Regions from separate parts of the Rattus norvegicus genome. Here region 2 is linked to region 1. A link is a contact called in public Hi-C data. All regions are on one chromosome and are shown on one strand. The core of a region is the stretch at or near the end of the contact, and the rest is flanking DNA. Distances in the headings are between cores, read along the strand shown.

Region 1 (6,057 bases), core at 794-3,293:
CAGAAGACAGAGAAGCGGGTTAATGGAAGTTCCAAAAAGTAGGTTGCCTGCTTGGCCAAGTAGACAGGGTGTCAGCCTCATAAAAAATAAGAGAGAGTCACAGGGGCTGGCAGGAAAAGCACCGAGGAGAGAAGCTGCCGACTGTGAGGCCTGTAAGCTGGAGAGGAGGAGAAGCCCGTCCCAGCAGGCCGTCCTGAGCTGTGTAAGAAAGCTGGTGGAAGCTGGCTTCTTTCTCTCTGCCTCTTTGCCTGCGCAATAAACTTCTTGTTTGGAGATGAAGCTCCCTGCACTAGAAGGACACCTGCTGTGGAGTTCCTGCCTCGACTTCCCACATGATGGACTCTGATCTGAACTGTGGGTGTGAGTAAATCACTAAGCTACCTTTGGTCAGTGTCTTTGTCACAGCAGCAAAAGTCAAACCAGAACAATATCACTGTATGCTATGCTTGCACTCTAGTACAGGTATTGTAGACACGAGCTTGGTTCTTACAAGGATACGTCCTAGTTTAAGCCAATGGCTCAGAGTCACAAAGTCCCCTGAACTGGAAATCCTCTGAGTCACTTTCCTCTTATTGTAGAAGAAACAAGTCTAAAAAGGTCATCCTTTGTTCTACTCACATGTCAGAAAGGGGCAGCCCCTGAGCAAAGACAGGACTCTCTCGGTACCCACAGCACAGATTGCCTGGCCGCAGCATATTCTGCAAGGGTGTGTGCAATATGTGCAGTGCTGTACAGAGGGCTGCAGCGAGCTGCAGAGAGCTGCTGTTGGATTTAAACTCGGTGCTGAAGGCTGAGGTCTGCTCACAGTTTAGAAAGCCCTTTCCTTGTTTTGATAAGGAGTTGGAAAGGAGTCTTTTCAATACTGCAAACAGCTACCACGGTTGGGCCCAAGCAAAAGCGATAAGGCTGAAATGAAGTGAAAAAATTTATTAAAGAGAAACCACCAGGGAAACTACAAAAGGCATGATTCAGTGGCGGATGGGCTCTAGTGTGGGAACAGAGAAGTTGTGAATAGAGTTCCTCATTTCCTGAGTAACTGAGTGACCGCAGAAGGAAGGATCTGGCCTCAGGCACAAAGCAGTTGAGGAAAGATCATTCCAGTGTCTTCCCAGCCAGAGGGCTTGTAGGATTTGTGGGCCTTTGCTCCTCCCAGAGGCATGGACTGAATGAGGACAATACTGTGGCACTCTGACAGTATCAGCTTTCCATTTTTGCATTGTTTTTACTTCTGGTGATGGCAGACTAGCTTTTGGACACCAGCTACCACACTAAGAAAAACTAGAAAGCTAGAAAGGAAAAATCAGTCCGAAGGCATCCAAGAGCCGTTTCCAGCACAGAGGGGAATCAGAGTCTAAGAGCCCACACAGAGTGGAACTCAGAGGGAAGGCACTGTCACTATCTTCTCATACAGATGTAGGAGCATAACTGGAGGTGGGGATATTGAAACAAAGTTCAAATAGACTCCAAAGCTAGAGGGAGAAAGAAATGTAAGCTCAGAGCCCACCAAGAAAGAGGGATGGTGGAGAAAATCCAGGCTTTCAGAAAGAAAAGAACAGAGGTATAGAGATAAATCAGAAATATATCATCCAAATGAATCCAGTACACACACACACACACACACACACACACACACACACACACACACACACACACAAATCGAATACATTCATTCTGGGAAACAAGGTTGGATTAATGTTTTAAAAAATGATCAACATATGATCTCAATATGTTCAGGGGAAAAGCATTTGATAAACTTTATAAATCATAAACATTTGAGCAAAAGAAGGCAAAAACACAAAGATACATGCTATATGGCTACAATTATCTGAAGCACTAAGGCGGGCAGACTGAAGTATGATAAAACCCTCTAAGAGGATGAATCTTTCATTATGGAGTAGACCCTGAGTAGCTAGAGGAGGCTCCCTTGCTGGGGTAATTGCTGTAAGAGAACAGAGATTGGATAGCTGGGAGACCTGCTCTTCCTATGGGCTCAGCGACGCTGCAGCTTGCTTCTGTGCTGAGGGGCGTGGCTAGATGCGTTCAGTCTCAGAGAAGATGGACAGCAATCATTGCCCCCAGAGGGGACTGTGCTAGGAGAAATGGGCAAGGCACTGCCCCATGGGACGCCATTCTGCTTACTGCCTTAGGAATTTGACTCCTGGAATGCATTACTGAATCACCAATCAACCAAAAGAAAACTGAATATAAAATTAACTCCAAAATATTCTGTGAGCTAAGATAGCTGGCCATCTACAGTAGTCAATAAAACTGGATCAATAAGAACGTGAACATAGACCAAAAGTCTACATGACTAAACACTAAGTGGCCAAGAGACACTCTTGCTACAGAACGCAGGGGAAAAAAAGGTTATTTGACTTGGTTTTGTACAAGACTTTTAAAAAGCCTTGTATTGGTTCCTCGTGAGTTTCACGGCATGTAACCCAGCCCCGTTCATCTCCCCATCCCCTCACATCCACCCTTGCAACCTCCCCCCCAATAAAACAAACACAGATAAACAAACAACAACAGCAACAACAAAGCATGAAAGCTTCTCATCGTGGAAGCTGTAGTGTGTCAGTGTGTCCCACAGTGCAGCCCTCTGTCCACACACCTTCACTTGCAAATGTTCATTGCCAAGAAGCATCAGTCTGGTCTGAGATCCCTGGTTTCTGTGCTACCTTCAATGTTGTATCCTCACCAGGACTGCTCCGGGTCATGCCTTGGGTCATGGAGATCCTGCAGCTTTGGAACCACAGGATGGACCATTTGTAGCTGATATAGATTTTGGGATAGGCCAACTCAGAGCCCTGGATCTGGGCCTGGGTGGCGGCCAAGCTGATCAGCGCGGCACTGCTCTGGCTAGGCCACCCAGTGCTGCCATCTGCAGGAGGCAGGGTCAGCTCCCCTGCCCTCAGGCCCTTGTGTCTGGACTCACATCTCCAGAGTCAGCTCCACTGGGGTACAACCATCTTTATATCAGAAAGAAATGCAGCTTATTTTAAGATACCTCTACCATTATGATATCCTCTAATTCTGTCTGCTGAGACAACCGGAAAACCACATAGACACATTCCTACCCAGAGGCACTCTCAGGCTTGCGCCCATGGTACTGGGAGACAGAGGAGAGTGAGAGGGATCAGCCTGAGCTGACGGAGGGAGGGTGCATTGGACTCAGTTCCTGAGAGTATGTTCTCTATTTGTTAAAAACTAAACCATGTCTATCACAGTAAAATCTAAATTCAAACTAATGATGCACTAAAGCCATTTTTGGCCTTGTTTGGTCTCTATAAATCTTTTAGCTCCATAAAACTGTTCTCTTCCCTCCCCATAGCTGGATGAGTCAGCTTACACTATTGTCACCAAACCACAGACACACCAGACAGCGTGACTGTGAATGGGTACCTCACTGTGACCAGGCTGTGACTCTCATTTCTTCAGTTGGGCTGCCATTCATGATCGAGGTAGCCTACAAACAACAAGACATATTTCTCACAGTTCCAAAGCTCGGAAAATCAAGACACTCTTTGGGACAGTGTATTTTGAGGGCACACTTTCCCATTCATATGTGGCACCTTCTTGTACATTCTTACACAGCTGAATGCTGATTGCAGAGCAATCTTGGGGCTCTCTACCACAGCGGTTCAGGATACACTCTTGATGGTTCTGCTCACAGATATTTAGGACTATGTTTAGACCACAACAAAACTCCTTCATTGTAAACTTATTAGAGACTTCCTTCATGTAAGTGTCATGAGAAGTAATCTTGGACCGGTTGTGAGTCCATTTCAAGTGGGAAAAAAACTGATAATGCAATACTAAGTTAAAGAAATAATGTCTACAAATTTTGTTGGGATCCAATTTGGATTTAATACAAATAAATGAGAGTTAAATAAAGGAAATTCATCAAAATGGTAATAGTACTAATGGGTCATAGATAATATTTATAAGAATATGTATTATTCTTATTATCAGAAGGGAGCAATACTAGTAACTCTGTATACACAGCTTTCCCAAACACCTCCCTGTGTGTGTGTGTGTGTGTGTGTGTGTGTGTGTGTGTGTGTGTGTATGTGTCGGAGTATCTATGTGTCTGTGTGTAGGCTATAAGTTGACATTGACTGCCTTTTTATCCATTCTCCATCATATTTGTTGAGACAGTCTCTCAGTGAACTGAGTCGTCAACAGGTTGATGATGAGCTTCAGTGGCCTACAAGCCTGTATCTCCAGTTCTGGGGTTACAGGCACTGTGCCAACCACGGCATAATTGGTGCTAGAGATCCTGGTCCTCATCATTGAGCGGCAGGCACCTTACTGACTGAGCCATCTTCCTAACGAGTGTCTTAAAGACAGATGAGCCATTTATTTGTCTTCTTCTGATGGACGACACACAGAGAAGAGAGCAACTTGCTGAAGGCAGTTCTCTCCTTCTACCACGAGTTCCAGAGGTTGAGTCCTCATCTGTCGAGTAACCTTGATGGCCCACACGCGACTTTCAAAAGCACTTGCATGCAATACTAAAAATGTATCCAGGCAAGAAGTTGCTATTTGCTCAGTAAAGGCCACATGTGCTTAGGTCTAAATCTAAGTCGAAAGAATCGTTTTTCAGAAAGCGCTCACCCCGTATTGCTAGGGCTCTTTTTAAATGCATCAAGTTTTTGTGGAATGGGGATGGGCATCCCTCTCTCATCCTCTCAGTCTATTTTCTTAAGTCTTTATGACCTGAGACATACTCCCTCCAACATACTAGTTTTATTCTGCACCAAATAGGATAGCTCAGAAGAATCCAGAAAGTTCTGGCCATTGCACTAAGGAAATCCTTCCATCTTCTACTTTAATCCAACTGTTATCTTTCCATCTGCCCGTGTAGTCAGCCTCCATCTATCCCCCAGGTTTCCCACTTTGAAAAGCCATATTCGCTTCTCTTCTTATCTGGCCATCTCAGTGGAGCTCCTGTGTCTTATGAGCTTTCTATAGTCTCTATATGGACGGTCAACTTCCTTCTCAGCTGGCACCTTGAGCAAACACACATTTCGGACTCACTCTCACTACACAATAATTATCTATTCTTTGCACCTAGCCATGCTGTCATGAGTTCTGTACTGGTAGGTGTCGCCTAATGGTCTTCTCTCTCACTTGGCTTTCCAACCTGTAGACAGTCAACTTCTACAATCGTTACCACCCATCAGCTGTAGCGTTAACTGCTGCGCCTTTGCATCCCGACTCCAAATGGAGCTTGGAGACTTTTTCCTCAGCACTCACTAAATTACCCAATCATCCAAACATCTGTGGGCGGAAGGATACTCGTCTTCCTGACACTGACTCATGGTCTCATAGATAGGAGGGGAATGTCTTCCTGAAAGATTTTATGGCAATCACACAGTCACTTGGCTTGACTATAACATGTGATGTTTCTTGGCAACAACAGTCACTAATGTTGGCTCCTAATAACTGACAAAAATATTTCAGAAGCTACAGCTCCAACTATGAGGCTGATGCAGGAGATGGTTTAATTGCATTTGATTTTTTGAGACAGTGTCTTATAGATTCCAGGCTGGCCTCGAACTCGCTCTTTAGCTGAAGATGACCCCGGACTACCGATCCTCCTGTTTCCATCTCCTCAGTGCCGAGGGTGTAGCGTATATCATCATTACTGACAGGACCACATCTTTCATATTATCAAAAGAAGAAATAAAAGGAAGTTTAGACGTCATACATGGCAATACTCAGCATATGCCTACGTGTCAAGTCTGAGGTTGATTTTGATGTTTAGTGGGGATGACTACTAGGTCTGTCAAGCTGTGTCAAAGATTCGTTTTGAAGGCCAGGCCCTGGGATGGTGATGCCTATTTGTAGAAGAACCAAGACTCTCCCTTCATGTTAGCCACATCTATGTAGCTCTTTGCATTCCAGGCATTTTCCTAAGCATTTCACAGACGTTAGTCAATATAATGACCCTTGCAGTCCTAGGAGACACAAACTACCATTATAGCCATCATTTACAGTGAGGAAAACGAGGCAGAGAAAGCCGCTCTATGCAGCACATAAGAAGGAGATCTG
Region 2 (5,510 bases), core at 2,177-4,676, 48 kb before region 1:
CAAGCACCTTTATGAACAGAGCCATCTTGCCAGACCTACTTGAAGAGTTTATAAAGCGATAAACAATAGATCCTGACTTGCTCTGGGGTAAAGTTTGAGACTGGGATGTTTGGAATGACCTCTAGCAGTTCTAATGAGCAGTCACAGCTGAAAATCACCCTGGTTTAGAGGCATGACCCCAGACGAGAGTCAACTCAATGTTTGGAAGCTGCCAATCCTATATGCTTAAAAACCATAGTTAGTCTCCCATTAAAGATTGCAGATTTAAGAAAAAAGATTGCAGATTAGTAACTTGAAGCCAAATCTTTGCCATGAGTATGTTTGTTGGGTCTATTTTAAAACCGCTTGGATCCAAATTTTAGAATTGGGAGCTTTCACATAAAATGTAGGTTTCCTACTTACTTTTAAATCTCTTGTCACACAAAGCCACATTCCTATGCAAATGCCATCTGAAGCAGAGAGGTGTTGTCCTTTAGACGCCTTGTGTGGGCTCCAGTTGAATCAGCCCACTGTCCCTCATTTATACAATCCTACACGGCTCATTTACACCATCCACCTGGTCCCTTAGATCATTGGTTTGCAACCCTAGTCTAGAAGAAGCTCACACTTAACGAAACATTCAATCATTCATTCACTCATTTATGCATTCATTAAACAGATTCATTTCCTAGCTTTGCTGTACAGACGTTTGACATTCAGATTCCCTCTCTGGCCCCTTTTCTTCTAACTTCATAGTGCCCTCCTTCTACCAAGCTGTTCCAACAAGCAGCTACAGCAAGACATAGCTGTAGTAATAACACACCGGTTCATTTTGGAAGCTCCCTGGTGACCCGGACCAGTGGCATGTGAGAAGTAATGTGTCAGACATGCATGTCCACAGAAGAAAACAGGCTGCCTTTCACTTTTTCTTTCTCAGGAGCTAGAGTGAACACAAGGTCCAGAAGAGAAAAGAAGTAGTAATGAGAGAAAAGGTGGAAAGAGAGCAAATGTAGAGACAAGGGGGGGGGCCCTGTGGGAGGAAGAGTGAGTGGTTCTCATGCTCTACCTAACAGGACCAGTGGGGTACTTTCACCATTTGTATGTGAAATGGCCCCCACATGCTCACACACTTGGACATGTGCTCCCCAGCCATTTGCTATTGTGGTCATGGAACTTTTAGGAGGTGATTTGTTGCAGGAAATGAGTTTCTGGGGGTGACCCTGAGGTTGACATAGTTTTACCCATCCAGTTTCCAGTCTAGCCTCTGTTTCCAGTTCTGCTGCAAAGTGGAGAGTCCCAGCCACGTCAGCCTGTCATGAAGCTGTCTGTGGTCATGCCTTCCCTGTCATGATGGACTGTGTCCCTTCTAACTGCATGCACTCCCTTAAGCTACTTCATCAGGTACCTGGTCACAAAGACGGTGAGAGAAGCCAGTTTAAGTCAGAGGAAAATCTGGGTGTGTGGCATCCAGTGAATCATTGTATATGTCACCATATTATATTATGTTATGATATTATGACTTATTCTTGCTCTGAATAAGGAGATGCAACTGTGGTTCATACTATGGGGGTCATATGGGTAGACAGCATGAACAAAACTTGGATTTGACTTGTGCTGAGTGAAATAAATCAGTCACAGGAAAGACATGGCATCATTCTATGCAGATGCCGCTGCCAGCGTACTTAAAATCAGAGGCCAGGGGCTGAGACGAAGGGAGTCATTGTTTAATGGCATAGAATAGTAGTTCTCAACCCATGCACCATGCAGGGTCGAACAACATTTTCACAGGGGTGTATGACCATTAGAAAACATAGGTATTTGCATTATGATTTACTACAGTAGCAAAACTATAGTAATGGAGTAGCAACAGAAATAATTGTGTGACTGGAGGTCACAACAATGTGAGGAAGTGTATTAAAGGGCCAGCCATAGCGTTAAGGTTGAGAACCACTGGCAAGAGTCCTGAAAAGCTGTTTCACAAGAATGTGAATACCCCGCACTAATGAACTGTACACCTCAAATGGTTAAAATGGCAAGCTTTATTATGTCAGTTTTGGTAACCACAATGAAGGAAAAACAGGGAAGAAAGACCACTGTCAGAGTGTGATCATGGAGGTGTCAGCACGTAACCGGAATGAAGTCTGAAAAGACGGGGCCTGTCTGTACCCATTTTACCATGGGAAGATTGTCAAAACCAGTGTCACTTTAATCCGCCCTCCACACTCAACCCAGGCCTTCTCAGCTTCATCTCTGAGCACAAGGACAGCTTCGTTGTGCAGACAGGATGACAATTTCGTCCAACCCAGTTACCAAGAGCAAGGTCTGAACTAAGTCTGTACTGCACTGAATCCAAAATAATTTACGAGCAGCGACATCCCCAGCTGGCAGCAAATTCTTAAACGTGGTGTATATGTCTCTGAGAAGGAAACACAGCAACAGCTGAGCCATTTAACTGTAGCCAGATACCGCCATCTGGTGTTGGGAGACACTTTATCTCTGTGGAGAGATGGGCATGCGTCAGTCAGCTTAGTGTCACTGACTCCGACCGAATGGTGTCGCTTTCCAGGACAGTGTTAGCCAAAAACCCAGAGTGTGAAAGAAGACCCAGTGTGTCACACAAGTCTTATCTGAGGTGGCACCACCCAGTGCTGCATCCCGAAGCCCTCCTAGGCGTTACTCGGCTCTTTCGATAGATCCAAGAATTTCCCACTTTAGACAAGTGGCTGTTTCCCACACAGTCATTATGAAGAGTTCCCAGTGCCCACTTACTAACCCAGAAGTGCTTCTGCGGGCCTGATAAATCGATTTTTATCTATTCATATGATTACAGTCTGAATTCCGTGGCATTTCAGTGTCTCTCACAGATCAAGTCCTGTCTAGCATCTCACTCGGATTCTAGCCCTTAGAGTTAGCAACCATGTGACCTTCAGCCCATTTGATCCTCAGATTCATCATCTGCAGAACGGGACAAGTCTTCAATAGGGTTGTTGTATAAATTACAGGAGGAGACCTACTGCAGAGCCTGGCATCTAATATTTGCTACTCAGAAACGAGTTTCCTCCTTTGGTCCTCAATCAAGGGCAGAGGCCAGGAACTTGGCTCCACTGACAGCCAGAAAGGAAGTACTTCATTCTTTGCAGGCTGCATATTTCCTGTCACAACTCTTCAAGTCTATCGTTATGAGGCAGAACATCCACAGAAAAAAAGCATGACTGTGTTCCCATAAAACATTACTTTACAAACAGCCTAGGCATGTAACCGAGTGGTGGAGTACTAGCTTACTGTGTAAGAGACCCTGGGTTCGATTGCTTAGCCTAGCCCAGCATGTAAGAGGCTCTGGGTTTGATTGCTTAGCCTAGCCTGGCCTGTAAGAGGCCCTAGGTATGACTGTTCAGTAATTCTAAGAAGAAATAGAACAAAATAAAGTAAACCAGTAAACAGAACCACAGTATAAATAAACGGGCTTAGGCAAGACTTGCCCTTTGGGATACGGCTCATGCACTCGTGTTAGTTATGGGTCTAGATATCATGTTAAATTTTAACCTATGTTAAAGTCCATTTGCTTCAGGCACTCCCTTCTCTAATTTCTCCTCACTGTTTTTATTCTATTTCATGCCTTTATCAGAAAAAATGAACAGCTTCAGTGGCTTGGTTTAACTGCTCCCTCTTAATTCTATGTTGAAAGCTCATGGAGCAGAGCCGTGGGCACCCCGGAAACTCTCAATCAATTTACCTATCCCATAGATTCCTGGTAAGTCATGAGGAGTTGGTACCCCCCCCAAACTTCCTAGAGATATCAGGAAATAATAATAACAAAGAGAAAGGAGCTTCTATCTATGAAGGACAGGTTGCAACCTGACTCTTGGTTTTTAAAATATTACTTAACAAATATGCCTACTCTTGTTTATGTATGAATGAGAACTTCTTAAAAGATCTAAGCCTGTAAGTTACCAAGGTCAGGACCCAAGACAGGGTCCAGGGATGGGGGGGAGACCTAATGGATATTAAAGTCTATGTCCCTAAAACATGTCTAATAAAAGAATGAGTTTCCAAATGGATGGGGAAAAGCCAATGAGGCCTCAACCTTACACAAAGAGCTACAGGCAACTGAGTAATACTGGGAGCAGGTGCTCCCCGCCAGGGATGAACACACCGATTGGTTACCCAGTCCCAAACAGTGAGCCCTGAAATCATAGATACAAGTGACAATACATGGACCCAAAGGATTATATTTAGGAATATATATGTATATACACACAAACATACACAGACACACATAAACACACACAAATATGCATGCAAAAAAGAGACCATTAATCTGAAGGAGAGCGGGAAGGGGTATATAGGAGGCTTGGAAGAAATAACAGAAAAGAGTAATTAAATTATAATCTCAAAAATAAACAAAAATGGGTTTCAAAGGAGCAAATATAAAAGTATACTACAAAGAAATCTTTCCTATCAATAAGGTAAGTGTAAAGACACAATGGTGAGTGACAGGGAATCTGAGGGTTCCTGAGAATCCCACCATGGTCTACTAGTCCCTCCTGTTAACTGGTTATTAGCACATCCTCTGCCTTCTGCTTTGTGAGGCTCAGAGGGACCAGAGAGTGACAATGGGAAAATGGCCCCAGAGCCTTTGGTAGCTGAGCCAGGCCTAGAATCCTTTGCTAGATCACGTTCGCTTCTCTGACAGGATCCCACTTCCTGCTCTGCATCACAGCAGCCCCTGATGTTGACTCCATGCTGGTCCCCAGCAAGGCCGCTATGGCTTCTCTTATGGCCATGTGGGAGCCGTGCTGCACACTGCTCAGGTATGGCTGGCTCTCATTCGAGGTCTAACTCTGTACTGACAACTCTGAGAATTTGATCAAGTCAGTAGTGCGGGCTCCGGAGAAGATTGCCTGGTGCCTCTCAGCCCCTGTCTCCCCGTCTGTATTTTTATCCACATTAATTAACCCTACTTTGAATTAATGCCAGGATTGTGATGAGGACCAGATACATAGATACTTGGTGTATGGTGACAATTATTTAAGACATAACTATTATATGTTTATGCTAATTTTATTTTATGGACTTAACTTTTCTTTCAAAAGGGCCGCATGCACTGGACTGTAACAGTGCCTTGCCTGAGAATGTTCAACAATCACCATTCATAAAAAGACAACAGAGGTGTAGGTTGATGTCATTAGGCAGGTGAAGGCAGACAAGATAAAACGAGTCCTGTCATTGGACGAGAAGGAAGGGAGGTGGGAAAAGAGGTTTTAAAAGGGATGGAGAAGATGTGAGAGAGAGGCAGAGTGAGGAGGAGTTGAGAGAACATGGTGACAGATGCTAAGATTCTTCTCTGTGTATAGTTACAGGCTGTTGTGACTAATGTTAAGGGATGGATGTGTACAGGATTTTGTGTTGTCTAGATGGGCAAATTATATCTTATCATTTGGATCAGAAGATGTTGTGTGATGTGTTCTTTTATGTAGCAACTTAATTGAGTTTAAGAGAGTGTATGGTGGCAGGATGCACAGAGCCCACAT

What was found. A called contact is a pair of places that touch in the nucleus more often than the background predicts.
Region 2: a Hi-C map of liver shows a contact between it and region 1, with 4 times the contacts expected there. The contact joins two enhancer-like sites. A contact is called at or near these places in 11 of 12 Hi-C or Micro-C datasets (the A7r5 cell line, the Rat2 cell line, Schwann cells and 6 more).

Annotation. Positions count from the first base shown.
Region 1 is chr6:76,064,162-76,070,218 of GRCr8, reverse strand. All of the region lies in intron 2 of Akap6 (A-kinase anchoring protein 6), which reads right to left. Among named protein-coding and RNA genes, the nearest start is that of Akap6, 150 kb to the right of the region's middle. Within about 2 kb of position 2,043, at least 20 of the 93 cell types and tissues checked have an H3K27ac peak or open chromatin away from gene starts, as enhancers often do. A contact at or near this core is called in liver, where this site is marked.
Region 2 is chr6:76,114,052-76,119,561 of GRCr8, reverse strand. All of the region lies in intron 4 of Akap6 (A-kinase anchoring protein 6), which reads right to left. Among named protein-coding and RNA genes, the nearest start is that of Akap6, 200 kb to the right of the region's middle. Within about 2 kb of position 3,426, at least 8 of the 93 cell types and tissues checked have an H3K27ac peak or open chromatin away from gene starts, as enhancers often do. A contact at or near this core is called in liver, where this site is marked.